2 separate regions of the Urocitellus parryii genome follow, and region 2 is linked to region 1. The links are chromatin contacts, called in public Hi-C maps. All regions are on one chromosome and are shown on one strand. The core of a region is the stretch at or near the end of the contact, and the rest is flanking DNA. Distances in the headings are between cores, read along the strand shown. Region 1 holds the start of Cfb (complement factor B). Region 2 holds the start of Ly6g5c (lymphocyte antigen 6 family member G5C).

The links. A called contact is a pair of places that touch in the nucleus more often than the background predicts.
Region 2: a Hi-C map of liver shows a contact between it and region 1, with 7 times the contacts expected there. The contact joins the promoter of Ly6g5c here to the promoter of Cfb in region 1. A contact is called at or near these places in 2 of 2 Hi-C or Micro-C datasets (liver and muscle).

What each region holds. Positions count from the first base shown.
Region 1 is chr8:118,768,834-118,772,777 of mUroPar1.hap1, forward strand. Cfb (complement factor B) reads right to left here and starts at 2,503. Exons shown (of 18, transcript XM_026415335.2): 1 at 2,315-2,503; 2 at 1,996-2,226; 3 at 1,442-1,627; 4 at 1,161-1,334; 5 at 830-931; 6 at 601-737; 7 at 165-303. The coding sequence starts at 2,378. C2 (complement C2) reads right to left here. Exons shown (of 18, transcript XM_026415390.2): 16 at 3,698-3,824; 17 at 3,524-3,573; 18 at 2,904-3,363. The coding sequence ends at 3,187.
Region 2 is chr8:119,008,329-119,011,946 of mUroPar1.hap1, forward strand. It overlaps Ly6g5c (lymphocyte antigen 6 family member G5C), which reads left to right and starts at 2,189. Exons shown (of 3, transcript XM_026415398.1): 1 at 2,189-2,303; 2 at 3,608-3,618. The coding sequence starts at 2,192.

The sequences.
Region 1 (3,944 bases), core at 1,253-3,752:
CCCCACTAACCCCCATTACCCAGTAACCCTGCCATCCATCTTTAACTACAATGTATGGTACCCACCCCTGCCCCCTCTACCCCTTCCCCCACAATATCTCTGAGGCTTCTGACTTCTCTGACCCCCCCAGTTAACCTGAGAGCTTCCCTTTCTTAACCTCTGACCTTCGTAACTGATTTGGTTGAGTTTCTCTGTGACCCAGTCTGCATCGCTGCTCTTTTGATCAGATACTCTGATCACAACTTTGGGTTCTGTGGCATATGTCACTAGAGCATATCTTGGCCTCACCCCATAACTTGCTATCTGTGAGTGAGAAGAGTAAGAGATCATGGCATTGAAAGTACAATATTATAGTTAGAAAAATTCAGCACCTTTTTTAGGACAGAAAGACCACAGTAAGAAGCTCAGGCTGAAGTTCATGGAGGAGGCTGTGTCAAGCATTAAATTACCACTTCACCTTAAAAGGAAAGGACAGAATAAGACCTGGAGATTTTACTGGGATGCTGTGGTTCAGAGAGACAGGGAGCACAAAGGAACTTAGTCCTGGAAGGGCAGCAAGGTCCAGTCAGGATCCCCACATTCAAGGGGAAGGGATTCCACCTTCTCAATTAAGTTGGCGAGACACCTCTTAGCCCCTGTGAAGTTGCCGGTCCCAATGCTGTCAGATCCATCCAGCACCAGGTAGATGTTCATGGAGCCTGAGGGATCCAGGACAATCTTCCGCTTCTGTTGTTCCCCTGGATGCCAGCAGAGAGACTCAGGTTTCAGGATGCATGTTTCTCCTGCAACTCCCCCAATTCCCTGCTCTTCCTCCCAACTCTGCTCAAACCTGGGCTGTGCCCGTCCTCAGCATCAACTCCTTCTATGGTCTCTGTCAGGGAAGACAAGAAGGCTTCGGCCACCTCTTGAGGGGTGTCATACATGAAGGTGTCTGGGAAAGGTCAGAACTCAGGTCAAATAGCTGAAGGGTCAAGGACAGTGACCAGAAAGACAGGATGATGTGTTTCTAGGATGGGAAGGGCTTGGAAGTAAGAAAGCTCTACAGAGTTTGGAAGAAGTTAGGAGAAGCTGGGTTGAAGAGAGAAGGAGACAGTGCCTTGCTGTGGGAACATTAGGACTGGAGAGTAGGATCTGACCTGGGAGCCCAAGTCAAGACTCACCTTGGCAGGAAGGCTCTGTCCCACTCCAAGATCCACCTTCCTGGCATTTTCGCTGTTGGGAGCCACGCAGGGTAAGCCCCCGGCTACAGTGGTAAGTGACTGTGTCTTCAAGGCGGTACTGGCTTCCCACCTTCCTTGTGCCAATGGGAATGCCCGGGTTTGGGCAGTACCCCGCTGCAGAGGCCGAGAGGGCAGGTCAGAGAACAGTTGTGATGCCTGTTCCTTGGGGATGGATGTGTAAGGGAGAGAGTGTGGTCGACAGGAGCAGGCAGGCTTCTCACCTCCATCATCGCAGATTGCTGTTTGCCCATCCCACCGGCCATTTACTTGGCAGGTGCGATTGGCAGAGCCCCGGAGAATGTATCCATGGTAGCATTGGAAAGAGATCTCATCGCTCACATTGTAATAAGAAGACCTGGGCCAGTAGTACCCATTCTCAAATTCCTGAGGTCTTGGGCAGTAAATCGCTTTGGGGAGGAGGACAAGTAAAAGTCATCAAGATAGAAGGGCTATCTTCAGGGTATCCCTCTTGCTCTCAGAGACCTTGTCACTGAGAAACAGCAAGTCCCTGGTCTGCTGATCTGCTCCCAATTCCTGAGCATTCTCTTCACTGCCACAGCTGCCAGATACAGGGCAACTGTTTAGTGAAGGTGAGCCCCCCTGCCTCCCAGATTTTTACCTGCACCCCTAGGGCTGCCCCTTACCCTGTTTAGCCAAACCTGTTGGGCTGCTGGCCTCAACACAGCTCTAATCTCACCCAAGGCGTGCTGACCTTGGCTACCACCTGCCCCATCATCCCCTGTCTCAGCACATCCCTGTTCTCACCGCCTCTAACCTCTGCACTCTGCTTTCTTGACAATCTTTTGGTCTTGAGTCTTTAGGGAACTCCAGGACCCTGTGGATCTGCAGGTGCGTGTCTGGACAGGATATGGGTAGAAGCCAGAGGGACATATGTACTCCAGGGTCTTGCCCTCTTGGAGAAGTTGGAAGGAGCCACCTTTGATCTCTACCCCCTCCAGAGAGCAGGAGCCTTGGGGCTGGGCCAGCAATGGAATTGTGTTCACACCTGAAAAGAAATACTGGTGAAGCTTGGCCCTACAAAGTCAAGGAAGAATGCTGGGGGCAGCAGGAGGGTGGGGGTGACCCTTTCTTACCTCCGGGCAAGAGGCCCAAGACCAAAGATACCAGACAGAGGTGGGGGCTGAGATGGCACCCCATGGTGATAGAAGGCAGGAGAGAAGTGGGCGAGCTGGGGTCAGGAGGGCTTCTCCAGGTTCCTTCTGTGTGCCTGCTTGGCTCAGTGTCCAAGCTGAAACTCTAGACCTAAGTCTAGTGGCACTCCCTTCCCCACCAACCCCCAGCCTTTTATGCAATCTGTTCTGGCACCTGCAGCTTGTCCAGCCTTCCCTATACACATCACTTTCCGGGAATGTTCAAGCAGGAGGACCCCACTGAGCTGCCAATTGAAGAAATAGAAACTACACAAGCCCCACCCTTTGCTGCCCAAGGTCTGGGACTCTCCCCTTTGACACTTCATATCAGCTTCCAGGTTCTCCCCAACAATCCCAGACCACCCTAGCTAGAGACCAGAAATAGTCCCCCAGCTGGTTTCCCTGTTGACTGTGTTATAGGGCAGAGTCCAGCTGCTGTTTGTCCAGCAGGGTCTCTGACCTTCCTGGAATCATTCTGCCCTCCCCATCCCCCAGGCAGAGGTACAGACAGATGTGGAAATCATCAATTTTTATTAATTTCATAACTGGGAAATTTCATGTGAAAGTGAAAGGAATACGTTATGTTTACCAGGGTGAGGGATTTGAGCAGGAGCAGGAGGGGAGGATGCAGCTGGCAGACACACTGGCCAGCACCCCGGGGGGACCTTCCTGCTTGTGCATGCTGTGTCTGGGCTCCTGAATTCACACAGCTAGAATTGAGGATGGGCCACAGGGTCTGAGGGTAGGTGTTCAGGGGTAGGAGATAGGAGAGAAGGCAGATCCTGGCAAGATAGCCAAGGGATTGGTGGCCATGATTAGAGGGGCAAGAAATTCAGAACACCCTCCAGATGCTGCCTCAGCCAGGGTTGTAGGCGGAAGAGGTTAATGTGGAAGTCTCGGGGTGGTGGGGCACCATGGGGAGGCTTTTTGCGGGAGTTTTTGTTGGTAGCACCAAAACAGGGGTTGTAGAGACCCCAGCTCACCAGGCCCACCTGAAAGAAAGGAAAATGAAGTAGAAAGATGCCACAGCCCCAGCTCTGAGCCCTGACTCCCATGGTTCCTTCAGAGACCTCCCTCACCACCACCATCACCACCCCTGCCCCAGCTAGGCTGAGTTCCTGTAGACAGCCTTGTGAGCTTCCCTGTACCCACCTGGAAAAACCTGAACCTCCGCTCAAGGAAAACTGCTCCCCCAGATTCTCCTGCCAGCAAGATGAACAAGAGACAGTGTGTCATCCAGGGCAGGTGCTGGCATCCTAGCATGCATGCTGGCCACAGGAACACTGTGGCCCTTCCTTGGGAAATCCAGACATGGGGGGTGCTCACCTTTACAGGGATTGTCATCCTCCTGGGTCCCACTGCATAGAAACTGATCTGTCACCACCTCACTGACATCCGTCAAGTTGGGGAACTTTTTTTTGTCTTGGGAGACTACCTTGATACAGTCTGACCTCTGCAGTAGAGGTGGAACAGGAAGGAAGAATGAAATGAGTGGCCTAGGGACACTTGGCAAAACACTAAGCCTGGGAGGAGGGGTGACTTAAGTGAGGTGGAAAAAGCAGCCGGAGCTAGA
Region 2 (3,618 bases), core at 939-3,438, 240 kb after region 1:
ACCATAGCGACTGCTACAACGCCCCACCTCTGTACCCCAGGAAAGCTTCGGTGGAATCCATCACCACGAAAACGAACTCTCGCGGCGCTTAGCGTGTGCGGCCCCGCCCTGCCGCATGAAGGAGGCAAGGAATAAAAAGAAGCAGGGGCTGGACTAATGATTCTGAGACCCTGTCTGTCCGGCGGAGACGGCTCCCACCAAGCACCCGCCCTCCACTCCCGGGTCTTCCTATAGGTTCTGCTCAAAGCTTGCGGGGCTGTAACCTTACTACGGGGCAAGTCTTCTCGTACCCTACTTAAGCTTCGCTTAGCTCCTAGTTTGGCCTTTTCGGTGCGGTTATATTCGATAAAGGGGTTCTGAGGGCTCCGTAAAATTTCCCTTTGACTCCGCTTTGCCCTTTTCGCTTCCAGAGGAGCCCTCGCTCGTTTATTTTTTTTCCTTATTATTCCATGAACTCCCTCATTTAACAGGTGACAGACGCTTCTCTCCCAGTTCTTCGTTCTGTAATAGAGCGTTGAAATTTCATTCATTCCAAGACGGGTAGGGTGGGGCGCGCAGTAGCGTGCGTTTTTCTCTAGTGTTTCTTCCATCCCGTTATTTCTGGGACCCGTCCTTGCTTTTCCTGTCGGTTTCTTACCATCTTCCCCATCAACACTACAAGATCGCGTGATTCTTGAGTAGTCAGGGCATTAGCAGAGAATCCGGCTTCAGGACCCCGCCCCAAACCTCCAAAGGGGAAACCGGAGCAGGTGATGTCGTCCTGGACGCCGAGGACCTCCCAGTGTCCTTACTTTTAAGCCCAGTGTCCTTAAAAGTAAAATCCCTGAGTCTATCTGCGACTGATCTAAGGAGGTGGGGACTGAGCTGGTGAAGTGGGGGAGCCCGGCAGGTCTAGCGCCGAGGAAATGGGCGGGGGCCCTGGGGCCGCGGACTCCGGAATCTACCCGGAGGAACGGTGGTACTACAGCACCACCTTCCGGGTAAGCCGCTTCATGCACAGAGTGTCCGCTGGCTCACCCTTGGGTCCCCGCGCGCTGCTCGCGCTGGCTTGACGCCAAGCGAACTGTGCTTGGGCAGGGGCCGCCCCCGCATCCTCCTGAGAATTCTAAGGTGCAGTCAGGCGCGGAGAGAGAACGCACGGCGCGGGAACATGTAGGAGCCGGAGATTAGACTCACTGACCTGCAGCTGAGCTTGGGCGGGGGTGGAATAAAAGGGGTGGTGGGGGAGAAGGTGCCCCGGAACCTCAAGGGGGCACCAGTCTGAGAATAGGGGTGGGGAGAGTGTCACTGTTTCTCTGTGATCCAGATATTCCCGCTTTTGGAAAGACATGGTACTTGGAAAATGATACTACCAGTCATCTCCTCGTGCGAATCTATTCCCCATTCCTTCACTTACTCATTCATACACCAAATCTGTACAATCTTTTTTCTAAATGCTCAGGTTCTTTCATTCTCTTCAGCGAGACCAGGCCGCCATCTTGTGACTGAACTCGGGAATAGCTCCCTATTTCCCTGCATTCTCCCATTCTCCCATGTGTAACAATGGAAATCTTTTTTTTTTTTTTTTTTTTTTTTTGCACCAGGGATTGAGCTCAGGGGCACTCAACCACTGAATGATATCCCCAATCCTATTTTGTATTTGATTTAGCAATAGGGTCTCAATGAGTTGCATAGTACCTCGCTGTTGCCCAGGCTGGCTTTGAACTCTCTCGATCCTCCTGCCTCAGCCTCCCAAGCCTCTGGGATTACAGGCAAACAATGGCAGTCTTTTATGAGAAATCTGATCGCCTTTCTCTTCTGCTGAAATCCCTCTGGATAGTGATTTCTACTATCCATGTGCTCCCAGCAGCACTCTGCCTCTTCCCACCATTGCCTGTTGACTTATCTCCTCCACTAGACTGTGTCCTGTGAGGGCTGGGGCTTTGGACACTGCTTATCTTCAACATCTGATGCAGTAAATCAATAAACACCTGATGAATTAATATAAAAGTTTCCCTCTCATTCTTCTGTTTCTGGGTCCCTGCCCCAAGCAGGATTAAGATCTGGAGTGGCTGTGGGTGAGGACACTCTGATCTGACTGTTCTGGCACTGATTTCCATCCTAAATGTGTTGCCTCTCTCCTTCCTCTTGGCCAACCTCTTTTCCACCAATATAAGCCCAGAACAGAGGCCAGAGGGCAGTGGTGCATTTCATGGCAGGCTTTTCAGGGAGCTTGAGTCTGGGGCCTCTGAGCCTCCACAGCATCCCCCAATCCCTGTACAGCATCTTCTTAATAGTGATGGTCATGATGAGCTTGGTGTTTGGTAAGTGGCTCCAAGGGTTCAGAAGGGTTTCCTGGCCTGCTGGATGGAGAAATAAATAAACTGATTGTCTGGGCACATATGCCCAGGATGCTTAGGTAAACCCAGGCAGCAGAAAAGATGCAATGGACAGGTGTGGTAGGGAAATACCTGGGTTTGCCTAAGGACTGATATTGACCCTGAGGATCTTTTCTAGGAACTGCCCCATGGCTGTCTCACTTAGTGACAGTGATCTGAATGGAGATACTGAAGGAATTCTATCCAAATCTGAGGACAACCGAATAGGGAAGTTTGAGAAAGTACTTTTCCAACGATGGAAGCAGAATCCACAAAGTAGAACTAGGCTAAATTCTGTTTGATGATCTTACTGGGATGAAAGCACCATCTATAGAGAAACAGGATTCAAAGTGTTTGTTTAGTATTTGCCTCTGCCTCACCCAAGTGCTCTGCTGAGTCTGAGGTTTCATTAATGTTTGGTCTGAGCTGAGGACTAAAGGAAGAGGGGGATGTATATACATGTAGTTGGGGAAGGAGGGAGAGAATGGGTATTGAGTGGACAAAGTTTAATATGGGCCTCTCCTGTGATAGGACTGCAAAAACAAAGCATGTGGCATGGGCTGCTTGACGTCCCCTGTCTGCATGAAGCATAGTCTTTCTGGCCTGTGATGCACTCTTGTTTATTTCTCAGCATTATGGATTTTAAAAAGTTCATGTCAAGTATGTTGGGGAACACCTGTAATCCTAGCTACTCAGGATCCTGAGGCAGGAGAATTTCCCAGCTACTCAGGATCCTGAGGCAGGAGAATTGCAAGTTCAAGGCCAGCCTAGGTAACTTAGTAAGACACCGTCTCAAAATAAAAAAGCTTTCCTGGAAAGTGTGAGGCCTTGGGTTCAATCCCTAATATCACAAATAAAATGAAGCATGTTTGGAAAAGAGTCTGGGGGACAGAGGATTTAGAGAGAAAGTTACAGAGGAAGAACTGCCCTAACAGGGCTGTACAAAGCTGGTATGGGCTGTCTCAGCCTCACCTGTGAATTTGAGAGAGACTGAGCGCTGGGCAAATGTTAGCTCTTCAAATACATGTTGAATGAATGAATAAGTGATTTAATTAATTCTCACCTTTAGAGGCAAAAGAAGAGAGAACAAAGATTTTTTTAATAAGGACTAAAGCTTCTGCTATACTAAACCAAATGGATTTAAAGAATCAGGGATTTTATGGTTTTCTGAGGTGGGGAGAGGACAGTGGGATTGGCCAACCCAGAATCAGGTATGAGGGGTTTGGGGTCATTGCTTTTCTGTATTCTAGGTAAGCTCGTT